Regions from separate parts of the Sus scrofa genome. Here region 2 is linked to region 1. The links are chromatin contacts, called in public Hi-C maps. All regions are on one chromosome and are shown on one strand. Each heading gives the region's core, a stretch centred on a gene start, on an enhancer-like site or on the middle of the called end of the contact. The rest is flanking DNA. Distances are from core to core; before and after follow the strand shown.

Region 1 (6,726 bases), core at 1,132-3,631:
GAGGTCTGCTCTACACAGACGATCTTTAAGCAACCAGCTTAGGCTCTTATTGGACTGTGCCACCACAGGGAGAAAAATCTACTGTACGAGGGAAGAAAGCTTTTGTATACTGAGAGAAAATACCTGCAAAAAAAGAGGTGCAAAGTCCAGAGGTACCTATGGGTGAGCATGGATATCTGGCACCAAGCGTCCTTTGTCTGCTGGCAGATGTGTAAAGTTCTCTGAAGCAATAGATGTCAGTCTGATTGAACACAGATGGGAGACAGCGAGAATGCGCAATAATGATGAAATGTTGGGAAGTCAAGTTTGGATTAAGGTATTTGGTTCTAGCCATTGAACAAGGCAGCAGACAAGGCTAGAGTAAGCACAGCTCTCCTGTTTAACTATTGATTTATTATAAGCACCAAAATTACTTTTATTTTTACATGCAGAAAGGTACATTTGGGTTCTAAAATTATATGTCCCAAGACTAGATTACGCAAGAACAATGTGGCTCACTGTAAATTTCTTAGAAGCTAAGGGGGAAAAAAATCTCATTACTTTCATAAGTTCTTGCAGAAAAGACTGTTGCATATTTTTCCAGACTATTGGTGGAAATTTTTCTTCACATGAAAAGAATAAACCATCCCCCCACCCCAGCCCCTACTCAATCTGGGAAACCGCTCTTATGAAATAGCAGTTCTCTAAAATAAAAACACCAAAGACATATTAACTAGGGTTCTTTTTTTATTGTTGGCATTGAATACCAATCAACATTAAATCTGAGACCATTTTTAGTGTCAGATTCCCAGATCTAAAATAGGGTATACAAATAAAAAAAAATTGGCAAAAATGTTTTACTTATGTTTTATGCAGCTTGTAATGGTTGAGACTCTTCATTTAGAATTCAAACATCCCCCCTCCAGATTCCATATGGCATAAATTTTAGGAAGTTCCAAAAATAATGAAGGGATGCTTGGGTCTAAGCAAATAATATATTTTAAAATTTCAATTATAGTAAGAAACTAGTTTTCCTCTACTCAAAAGATAGTTTATTAGCCTCTCCATCAAAGACTGAAATGTAGTTCAGTCTTCTATTCATATTTATTTTAAAAACCATTAATCACACGAATGGAATATTGTCAGTTATGAACCTTTCAGTTGCAATTAATAAGAACACCAATTCAGCTGATTTAAACAAAAAAGGAGGGGTGGATTTATTTGTCTCAGAGACTTGAAGAGCTAGTTCTAGTTACCTGTGAGGTTTGGACCAATAGTTTGTGCTCCCAGGCTCCTGTTCTGTTTTCCTGCAGTTCTTTCCTTTTTGCCTCCCTTAGCCTATTGGTATTGTCCTTAGGCAGAGTCTCCTTGTGACAGCAAAAAGGGTTATAGTAGTTATAGACCCAATACCTTGTCATTACCATCCAAGGAATGAAAGAATCTGTGTCCCCGTATTCCCAGCCATGTCCTGGGGTTTACTCTGGTGGGACTGGCATGTATCAAATGTCCACTTATCACTGTGGCCACAGGGATGGAATGCATAGGTGTGGTTAAGTTCTTCAAAGCCTAACTCCAGGATTGAAGATGGGTTCAATCCAAACTCAGTACAGCTAAGAATTTAGGGATTGGTTGATTCTTGAAGGAAAATCTGAGCATTTTTGGAACAAGGGAAGGATGGTGAATAATTAGGAAGCAGCCAGAAAATTATCCTCTGGAACTGTGTCCTTAAAAAAGGGTGCAGACTTAGGTCCCTAAGCTTAATCTAAGAATTACGCCTTTTGTACCCAGTTGGGAGAAATTTATTTATCCCCTTCATCTCTCAGCAGAGAGGTCATCCAATCCCATTGTTTGGGTATTTCTAGTATTACTATTGCAACCTTACTTCAGCGTGTTAATCCTTAATACATTTTGAAAACAAATTCACTTTTCAAAAGAGGATTGTAATCAGCATGTGTGTGGAATCTTCCCTAGTGACCCCACTACCCCATCATTCTACATTAAATTGGGTTATACTCTGTGATTTTAAATGCTGTCTGGTTTCAGTGAACTACTTGTAGGGCTTAGAAAAGAGCTAGATTTGATAAACATTTTACTGGTTTTACATTTAGATTTTCTACTAACTTTATAATGACATTCCTGTAGAAGGCTGAACTTTCAAATAGTGGACTCACGGTTGCACTTTATACTCATGCCATGATGAAAGAAAGAAAGAAAGAAAGAAAGAAAGAAAGAAAGAAAGAAAGAAAGAAAGAAAGAAAGAAACCTTAGAATGAAATCTGAATTCTTTCCCTGTATTCTTACTTTTAATTTATGTACGCTTATCCAAATACATCCATTTCAGTTGTACGGCACATGCTCTTTTGCTATTTTTAACAGTCCTAAAATTGCCCTCACTTGGCCCTAAATTGGTTTTGAATTTCTACCCACACTGTCAGTGTTTGCGGAATGAGCAGTGATACCACTGCCCTTAGGAAATAGGATCCTCCCATGCTGAGTTTGTAAAGCTAAGCCCTGAATGCTGTCCTTAGACAAAGTGAGAAAAGGCTAAGGATTAGAATGAGGTCTTTTGGAGTTCCCTTCGTGACTCAGTGGTTAACAAACCTGACTAGTATCCATGAGGATGTAGGTTTGATCCCTGGCCTTGCTCAGTAGGTTAAGGATCAGGCATTGCCATGAGCTGTGGTGTAGGCCACAGACATAGCTCAGATCGCACATTGCCATGGCTGTGGTGTAGACTGGCAGCTATAGCTCTGATTGCACCCCTAGCCTGGGAACTTCCATATGCCATGGGTGCGGCCCTAAAAAGACAAAAGACCAAAAAAAAAAAAAAAAAAAAGAATGTGGCGTTTCATCCCTCCTGACTGCACCCCTAGTCTCCAGGATGTGGTATGGTAAAGAGTTAGTGGATCTGCTTCACTAAAGGATCAGAGATTCTCAGGGAAGCGCTACATCTTTTGTACCCCAAGTAGTGTTCCAAGAGGATCAAGGAAATTTACAGGGTGACACCATCATCATTGTGATCATCACCATTGTCAGTATCACCACCAACTCTTTTACAGATCTTCCTGTCCTTTGCTCCTTGCCCAGAAGAAAATGTCACTTCTCTAACCCAACAGCCTGCACACTGCTTCTCTCATCCATCTCCTCCATCCTACTCCAAGACTTGATGCCCATTTCTACACCTCCCCCTCTGCCTACTCAGAATATATCAGAGGCAGCAAACTGAACCTCTCTTCAGTCTCTCAGTTCCACACAAATAGCCTTCTCTTTCTCCTTCGTGGCAACTGTCCTGATAGTCAATACCATAGTCCATCTCAGCTTCCTAAAACTCCAACCCTCATGCTCTCACACAAACACATATCCTCCTAAAGTCTCTAATAATGCAGTAAGTATTTATTGTGAGCATATTGCATGAAAAGCTAATTACTGTCATGATACAAAATATGGCCTCCTCTTTTAAAGCACTTACAATCTTTTTTTTTTTCATGTGGAAGTTCCCGAGTCAGGCATGGGACCCATGCCGCAGCAGCAGCCCAGGCTGCTACAGTGACAACACCAGATCCTTAACCCACTGCACCACAAAGGAACTCCCAAACTACTTAAAATCTTATGATAGGTATTTCCTACTCTGGTCAAGTTACTGAAACTCTCTCAGAAAGGGTCCCTAGGAGTTCCCATTGTGGCAGAGTGGAAACGAATCTGACTAGGAACCCTGAGGTTGCAGCTTCGATCCCTGGCCTTGCTCAGTGGGTTAAGGATCCAGTGTTGCTGTGAGCTGTGGTGTAGGTTGCAGACGCAGCTCAGATCTGGTGTTGCTGTGGCTCTGGCGTAGCCCAGCAGCTGCAAATCTGATTAGACCCCTAGCCTGGGAACCTCCATATGCCATGGGTATGGCCCTAAAAGGACAAAAATACAAAAAAAGAAAAAGAAGACAAAGGGTCCCTAAGCACCCACCTAGACACCAAACCTGAAGTCTTTCCAGAGTCCTTAAATCACACCTCTTTACATTTGATTCCTTAGCCAAATAAGAAAATAAATGGCAACCTTAAAATCTGAACCCAAGTCTTTTGGGCACCAAGTTGTGAACTCTCTTTATCATTACATCTTAACTGTACTAATGATATGTGAATACTTTGTTCTTTAAAAATGTGTATAATGTTACAGATAAAACTGAAATTCCTTTTGGCTTTCATTTTTCTTCCCTAGTGGAAAACACCATGACAAGTGTACTTCTTTCAGGCCACTGTTGTGCATATTCATATGTACATGACTTCAATGTTAACAACATTCTTTTGAGATTCATCTGTATCAATATATATAGGTCTAGCTCATTCTTTAACTACTTTATGAATCTCATGAAAGGAATATGACATGTCATATTCATCTCTTCCCCTAAGCTCTTTTTCATTTTTCACCGTTAAAAATTCCTCAGTGGATCTCCCTATGTTCATAGAAGCAATATATTTTGCTAGTTAGATTCCAGGTCTTGACTTACTTTAGCTAAGGGACCTTGGATGAGTTACCTAAACAATCTAAACGTCATTCTCCTCATCATAGAATTATTATGAGGATTAGATTAGTTAATATATTTAAGGTGCTGAGTTACAGACTCAGCACATAGGCACACAGTAAATACTCCATAAAGTGAGCATTTATGATCCAGCATAAACATCTGGATCTTGAGTAATGCTCATTTTTAGTTTAATTGGTATCTCCAAATTGTCCTCAAGAATGGGCACAGAGATGTATAATTCTCTCAGCAGTGTAAGAGTGCTCATTTTCCTAATTATTCCCTACACCTTGTATTATCAAACCTTTTTATTTGCTCTTCTGTCTGATAAGAAACATCCTTTAAATGACATTTTCATTTGAATTTTCTCAATTCATAGTGAAGATGAATATTTTTATGTATTTATTAGCCGATTTGACTTCATCTCTAAATTATTTGTAGCTATTGTTCATTTTTCTATTTTTATAGACTTCAGTCAGATTTAAAAAAATGTTCTTGATACTAATTCTTTGTCACATGTTGCAAATAGTTTCTCTTCATCTGCTACTTATTTACCTTAGCTTAAAATATCTTTGTCTTTAAAGAGGTTGAATTTTACAGGGCCACATTTATAAATCTGCTCTTTAATGTATTTTTTAGGCCTTGAGTCCAGAGATTTGAATTCCAACTCTGCCATTTACTGACCTTGAGATCTTAGATGATTTACATAACCTCTTGATGCCTTCATTTCCTCAGCTGTAAAATGAGACTAATAGTAGTATCTTCCTCATAGGTGATTGTGAGGTATGTGAGTTAATACATGCAAAGTCCTGACACAGAGTGAACACCATTTTCTATTGGTTTTTGTTGTTGTTGTTGTTCCCTATTATTAAGTAAACCCTTCTCAACACAAAATCAAAAAGATATCTTATAATATTGTCATTATTTTGGTTTTCTTTTTTTAGTTTAGGTTTCTAAGACCTGGAATTTATATTTTTACATGTGAGGTTGTGATCTGCATGTTTTTATTTAATTATGGTATGTTGTCTATCAGTTATTAACATCTTTTCTCCTCTAATTTGATATGGCTCTTCTCTCATAGACAGAAGTTAGCATGTATTTATAAGCCTATTTCTGGAATCTCTTCTATTCTGTTCTCTATTCTGTCACCAATACTTTGCTGTTTTAGATACTGTAACTTTATATTATAATTCAGTATTTGACAGTAAATCTAGTAGATTTATATCCCTTAATTATTTTTCAAAATTACCTTTCTCATTCTTATTCAGTATTTTTTCAGATTAATTTCATAAGCAATTTTATAAATTTTATTTAAAGCTGTTGGTTTTTGGAAGGATTGCATTGAATGTACAGGGTTTTTTTTTAAGATATATGTATATGTATATATATATGTGTGTATATATGTGTGTGTGTATATATGTGTGTGTGTGTGTATATATATATATATATATATATATATTTTGTCTTTTGTCTTTTTAGGGCCACACCCATGGCATATGGAGATTCCAGCTAGGGGTCTAATCGGAGCTGTAGCTGCCAGCCTACACCACAGCCACAGCAACATCAGATCCGCGCCGCATCTGCAACCCACATCACAGCTCACAGCAACACCAGATCCTTAACCCACTGAGTGAGACCAGGGATCACACCCACAACCTCATGTTTCCTAGTCGAATTCATTTCCGCTGTGCCACAAGGGGAACTCCAAGATAGGATATATTTTATAGCATTGAGTTTTCCTGTCTATAAATTAAGTACAAATTTCCATTTTGAGTCTTCTTTTATGCCCATTAGTAAAGTTTTATAATTTTTTCCACAAAGCCATTTCATATTTTGTTAGGTTTATTCCTATATAAAGTGGTTTTTTATGTGTTATTGTCAGTAGAATCTTTTTTCTCTTTTAAATTCTAACTGTCTGATGTTACTATATTGACATGCAGTTAGTTTTATGAATCTTGTAACTGGCAAACTTACTAAGCTTTCTTAGTATTTTTAATAGTTTTTCATTTGAGTCTTTTTTTTTTTTTTTTTTCTTTTTGCTATTTCTTGGGCCGCTCCCACGGCATATGGAGGTTCCCAGGCTAGGAGTTGAATCGGAGCTGTAGCCACCGGCCCACGCCAGAGCCACAGCAACGCAGGATCCGAGCTGCGTCTGCAACCTACACCACAGCTCATGGCAACGCCAGATCCTTAACCCACTGAGCAAGGGCAGGGACCGAACCCACAACCTCATGGTT
Region 2 (6,726 bases), core at 2,827-5,326, 83 kb before region 1:
TATCACTTTTCAAAAAAAATAATTGCTTCAAAAATCTTGAATAATTTATAAACCCCTCAAAAGTTTGAGTTCATTAAGCTTTTGTTTACGTTGGTACATATGTATGTACAAACTCTTTAAGGACAGGTGATTTTTTTCTTCCCTTAAAAGTAAGGGAAGTTTTGCAGTTCCTGTCGTGGCACAGCGGTTAACAAATCTGACTAGGAACCATGAGGTTGCGGGTTTGATCCCTAGCCTTGCTCAGTGGGTTAAGGATCCGGCATTGCTGTGAGCTCTGGTGTAGGTTGCAGACACGGCTCAGATCCTGCATTGCTGTGGCTCTGGCATAGGCCAGTGGCTACAGCTCTGATTGGACCCCTAGCCTGGGAACCCCCATATGCCGCGGGAGCGGCCCAAGAAATGTCAAAAAGACAAAAAAAAAAAAAAAGTAAGGGAAGTTTTGTAATCTCTAAAACAAGGCCTACTGGAATTGATGAGGAATATATCTTTATTTTCGGTTCTTTTGATTCACCTGATATAGGTTAAATATCCTGTACTGAAGAGTTTATTTAGCCATCTTTACCCTTGATGGAAGCTAAATCACATTCAAAATTATTTCTAATTCCTCAAAAGTGCATGCATTTTAAATAAATCAGATTAAATGGGAAATGATTAGCCTCGTACACCATTGAAATTAGAACAACCACTTCTGTATGTTTTATATATGTGTGAAGATATGTACTCATATATAAAATTCAGAAATAGCAAATGCTGGGTGATACAGTGTGAAAATGGTCTAATACCATTTTAATTCATTTTCTGCTTTTGGAAAAAACCTCTACATAAAGTATAGTGACAGTGAACACACACGTTCAGTGAATCCCCACAAACTGAATATGTCATATAACCATCCAGATCAAGAAACATTGCTAGTACCCCATAGTCTTCACCCCCCCATTACCCTTTCTAGTCATTACCTATCACAAGGGTAGTCACTATCATTCCTTCTGACAGCATAGATTAATTTTGCCTCCTTCTCAGCTTAAAAAACATTTTCTTTAAACATACATGACTTATAGAAATATCTAAATAAGTTTTATAGTATGCTTTTTGTCTTTTATGTTTATATTTTAATATTCAATTTTAAATGCAATCTTCAGCCTGAAGATAAATGATTCATAAATGAATTAAATGAATTATCTCAGGCTTCAAAGGGAGGAAGGGAAGCTAATACACACACACACACACACACACACACACACACACACACACACACACACACACACACACACACAGATTTTGCCCTACCACAATATCTTCTGAGTTAAAGCAATGCCCATATTAAGAAAACACACCATTTCACTGATTTAAAAAAAAATCAAAATTATTTGTCATAAAAATGGAAGATTTTCTTTTTAAAAACAATTTTTTGTGGTACCATGTCACTCACCTTTATTGGAAATAATTTTGAAACCTTCTTGAATAGTTAGAAAAACAAGCCAGCTTTATGAATCAGTGTTTATTCTGTTGGGGAGTCAGTGTTACTCTGTCTCTGCCAAGCCTTCTGAGTTATTCTTTTTTTTAATCTTTAAAATTTATTTTAAAATATACTGAATTAATCATAATGATAATTTTAGCCTAATTTTAATATAACTTTGAAATTCTCTACTTGCTAATTTTTACTCTTCGATTTCTGCACTGCAGCCCTGACTAGGACACTGAAGGGATCATGCTTTCTTGAGCTAAAGGCTGTTAGTCTGAAGTGAGCTTGATCTGGTAGGACAGACTGTATCCAAAAACTGGTTGGCTGTGACTATCAGATATAAATTTTGGTGTTGGAGTTCCCATCATGGCTCAGTGGTTAATGAACCCAACTAGTATCCTTGAGAATGCGGTTTGATCCCTGGCATTGCTCAGTGGGTTGAGGATCCAGCGTTGCCTTGAGCTGTGGTGTAGGTTGCAGACACAGCTCAGATCCCGTGTTGCTGTGGCTGTGGTGTAGGCCAGCAGCTACAGCTCTGATTGGACCCCTAGCCTGGGAACCTCCATATGCGGCGTGTGCGGCCCTAAAAAAAAAAGACAAAAGACAAAATAAACAGACAAACAAACAAATAAATAAATAAATTTTGGTGTACCACCACATTTTGTTTTAACATTGCCATAACTTAACTATTTAGGATAATGCCACAGTACAAAGAAGTACAATTTAAAGGAAGATTCCTGGAAGAACAGTAATACCTACCCACTTTTTTATCACAAGCATTATATTAAAAGAAGATATTACATGTAAAAATGGAACATCCTATGAAAATATATATATTAAAAATATATATTTGATTAAATAGTTAAAGGAAAATATAAGAAACGTTCCTGTTTATTCAGGCCTTGACTTTTAGATATGTGAAAAGCATCTGCCTACACTGTTTATTACTTTGTCAAATGTATGTAAAAGTGGAGGCTGCACTGACATTGAACTTTCCTGATACATCAAAATGTCAGAAAAATTACACGTTTAATAGCTTTGTTTAGAACATGTCTACAAATGGGGGTTTAGTAAACCCCTGTATCTCTGTAATTTCTTACCTGATGATCTGTATGATAGAGCTCCAGAGTATATATCAGAAATACCCATGGATAAAGAATGGTCAACGACCACCTTGCCATGCCAGTCTAAAAGAAGCTTTTTTTGTCCAGGCAAGTTTATAAAAGAATTAAAACATAAAAGAAAAAAAATGTTAGGAATGAAAAAATGTACAAGAACTATGCTTTGAAAAAAGAAAACAAAATCCCAATTATTCAGGTGCTGGCTAATAACTTGATGAAATGCCAACCCCAACCTCCACCCCCAGTGATATGTCATGCTGTTTGGCATTTGCTTTAATAAAACAGTCCAGTCAGTGTGTGCACTTTAGACCGGGGGTATAGGTAGGGGTCTAAATGAAACAATTTTGCCTATGCATTGATTGTTGAAGCTAGGTAATAGATACATGGAAGATTATCATATATATATACATATATATATATTTACTTTTGTGTTTGTTGAAAATTTTCCATAATAAAAATTTAAAAAAATTTCTCCCCAAAGCACTCTTAGAACTGACATGAGTAATTCTTCCTGTTTCAAAATCTGCTTAATTATGGCAAGGTTTTTAACATTAAAAAAAATAATAATAGAAATTGGAAGAGTCAGAGCTCTGTTGATGCATCTTTCCCAAGGCTGTCAGTTTTTGGATTCTAGTTTCAGTCTCAAGGAGACAAAGTATTCTTGTCTGATGTGCTATAATAGAAGATTTCACTGTGCTCTCTCTTGAGTATTATACTTTTCATTTTAGTGCAGGGTATTTGTGATATGTTATATTTTCATAATCGAGAGTTAATTTCTTCCTAGTCTGACTAGGTCTGTTAATCATTAAACTGCATAAAGAGAGATGGTTTGTACCAAGTTCCTCCTAGTTCTTATTTGTCGTAAGGAAAATCCCAGCATTATGTGGTCATATACCTGCCTGCCTCAGTTTTATATTTTTAAAAGTCATTTTGTGTGTATATAATTTTTATCGCAGTATTTTTAGATATGAACAGTTGTAGTCATACTTCATCACTTCTCTCACTTCATTTGGAAGAAATTCTGATTTAGTTTTTATTTCATTAAATACTATGATTAAATCTCCCTACCCTAAGCAATGGAATGATATGTTAAAGTGTGTTTTATAGAACGAACCCCTGAAAACAAATTACATGACTCCTCATTTTCCAAGCCGATGACAGGATATTGTAAAATAATGGATAAACCATGCAGGATTGTTTTTCTCCCAGCATAAGCAGTATCTAAATACCAAAACCGGAAAGAGACAAAGTAGTAAGAGAAACTTAGATCTGAAAGAGCAACCTTCAGGGGGACGTGGATGAAGGAAAGTGGATGAAGGTTACATAGCACGGCTGATGGCCTGGGGTTTAATTTGTAATCTTATCTGTAACTTGGCTTCATCCTTGATTAGGATGTAACAAGTTATATTTGTGTCTTCAGTCAGTGCTGTAGCTTACGCAGAGTAAGGGCTCAGGTAACATCTTCCAGTAATGACAATGACATGTGGTCTTGGCTTTGATGCACAGACATCACTTCCAGTTTAGCAATAAAATGCTCAGCAGGAAAGCATTGACTGGGGCTCAGGGTACATAGTCTGACTGTATTTAGGATCGCTTGGGTGTGCATTGTAAAATACCAGTTCCAGGTGCCACCCCAGAAGAATGAAATCAGGGTGGCTGTGGCAAGTGGGGACTTGATGATCTAAAGATCAGACTAAGCTGAGTGCATCCAATCCTGGTACTGCCATCAAAATTTCCAGGTAGCTTTGTGGGGAAAAGGGAGTACAAATTACCATCCCTACATCAGACCTACTAAAAGCTGACCCTTGGCAGGGGTTCGGTGAGGGGATGAGGGTGGCAGGCAGAGCTCTGTAGCTTTTTGTTAATGTTACTTGGTGTTTTGCTGGTGAGTTTTATGATGAGTTAGGTTTAGGTATCACTGCTCCAGAGAACACTATCCTCTTTCAAATTAAAAAAAATAATGTAGATTTAAAAACATAGACATCTTCTATGTGTATGATATTGGCTTTCCATGACACTCCCTAGACCTCTAGGACTACACACTCTTCAGCCTCAGCCTTGTTTCTTGAACCCAGCCTTTCACAGTCTTGTCTTTACTTTCAGAAGCTGTGTAGTCCTATCAGACAAATCAGACATAGGCTTTTAGAAAACAAGCCCCCACCTTTGAAGATGGACACAAGGAGCCAAAAGGAAAGGCTGATGTTCTTTGTGTTTTGGGCTTCAGTTATTTACAGTCATGTACATTTTTTTTTTTTGTCTTTTTTTGTTGTTATTGTTGTTGTTGTTGCTGTTGTTGCTATTTCTTGGGCCGCTCCCGCGGCATATGGAGGTTCCCAGGCTAGGGGTCGAATCGGAGCTGTAGCCACTGGCCTACGCCAGAGCCACAGCAACGCGGGATCTGAGCCGCGTCTGCAATCTACACCACAGCTCAGGGCAACGCCGGATCGCTAACCCACTGAGCAAGGGCAGGGACCGAACCCGCAACCTCATGGTTCCTAGTCGGATTCGTTAACCACTGCGCCACAACGGGAACTCCCAGTCATGTACATTTTAATTCATCTTCTTTCACATGCCTATTAATACTACCACTTCTTAAAATCTTTCGTTAGTAAGGCAGCATTGAAGTTTAAAATTGGGCTTCTTTATGTGGTATATATACACGATGGAATACTACTAGCCATAAAAAAGAACAAAATAATGCCATTTGCAGCAACATGGATGGAACTGGAGACTCTCATAATACGTGAAGTAAGTCAGAAAGAGAAAGACAAATACCATATAACATCAGTTATATCTGGAGTCTAATATACGGCACAACTGAACCTTTCCACAGAAAACAAACCCATGGACATGAAGAACAGAACTGTGGTTGCCAAGTGGGTGGGAGAGGGAATGGGATGGACTGGGAATTTGAGGTTAATAGATGCAAACTATTGCCTTTGGAATGGATAAGCAATGAGATCCTGCTGTAAAGCACTGTGAACTATATCTAGTCACTTATGATGGAGCATGATAATGTGAGAAAAAAAATGTGTGCATGTATGTGTTACAGGATCACCTTGCTGTATAATAGAAAATTGACAGAATACTGTAAACCAGCTATAATGGAAAAAATAAAAATCTCATTAAAAAATTGGGCTTCTTCCAATAGAAGCAAGATTTTAGCCAGTTAGCCTCACATTTGGTCTTGCTTCATTCTGGAGTTGATGTTTATTATCAGCATAAAATTAGGTTGTTAGTAAGATGGTACTGCACCTTAGGAATCTTACTTACACAGACAGATCCCTACAGTCCCTAAGAGAGACAACTGCACAATACCATCAGTCAGCTTCCCTGGCAAGGACCTTTTCTTTCGTGTTTGTCTGTGTCCTCCTTTGCTTAGCTGCTGCTTAAGCAAGACAGTATTATTTATATTTCTTATACTAAGAAGTTATCAATAATATTTATTGAGCACTTGTGTGAGGCCCGTTTGAGGGTTTCCACATTTATTACCTTAATTCTCACAACAGTTCTAATAGGAGTTATTATTGTTATTATTCTCATATTGCAGATGAGACAAACTAAGACTCCAAGAAATTAAATAACTTGCCCAAAGTTATGCAGGTTCTATGATGGAGCTTAAATTCAAAGTTATAAGAACTAACTCCAGAGTTTTCACCCTTATTTGTTACTCACCTAATAATTAATTAGTGAATACATGAATGACCATCTTTGACCCCAAACCTAACTTTTTTTTTTAAATCAGAGAGAACTCTGACTAAAAAATAATACCTGCAATTATCCTTTTGTCTTGATGGAAGGACCGAGTAGCTTTCTGCCCCCAGATACCAATCTTAGAATTGGTAACCCCCCTGAAACAAAAAGACACATCCATCTGTACTCTGGCACATTTTTTGTCCCTGGGGCAATAGCTCCAGTTCTGGCTGCCCATGTGGAAGGAAAAGGGATAGTAGGGAGGGTGCTGAGTGGAACCTCATGGAAGGTTGCATGGAGAAAGCAACCACCACAGACGGTAATGAAAAGCTCATGTCTCTTTAGAAAGTTTCATCCTTAAGACATTCTGCTTAATTATGATCTTGGAATCCAGTGTCAGAATCACACTCCTCTCCCCTGGAGAGAAAGGAAGAGGGGTTAGGAGAAGAA

What was found. Hi-C and Micro-C count contacts between places; a contact is called where the count stands out from the background.
Region 2: a contact with region 1 is called in a Hi-C map of skeletal muscle, with 2.7 times the contacts expected there. The contact joins two enhancer-like sites. A contact is called at or near these places in 1 of 5 promoter capture datasets (liver) and 3 of 47 Hi-C or Micro-C datasets (liver and skeletal muscle).

Annotation. Positions count from the first base shown.
Region 1 is chr2:113,040,251-113,046,976 of Sscrofa11.1, reverse strand. The region is part of intron 8 of FBXL17 (F-box/LRR-repeat protein 17); the gene reads left to right. Among named protein-coding and RNA genes, the nearest start is that of EFNA5, 220 kb to the right of the region's middle. Within about 2 kb of position 2,381, at least 1 of the 83 cell types and tissues checked has an H3K27ac peak or open chromatin away from gene starts, as enhancers often do. A contact at or near this core is called in skeletal muscle, where this site is marked.
Region 2 is chr2:113,124,496-113,131,221 of Sscrofa11.1, reverse strand. The region is part of intron 8 of FBXL17 (F-box/LRR-repeat protein 17); the gene reads left to right. Among named protein-coding and RNA genes, the nearest start is that of EFNA5, 310 kb to the right of the region's middle. Within about 2 kb of position 4,076, at least 1 of the 83 cell types and tissues checked has an H3K27ac peak or open chromatin away from gene starts, as enhancers often do. A contact at or near this core is called in skeletal muscle, where this site is marked.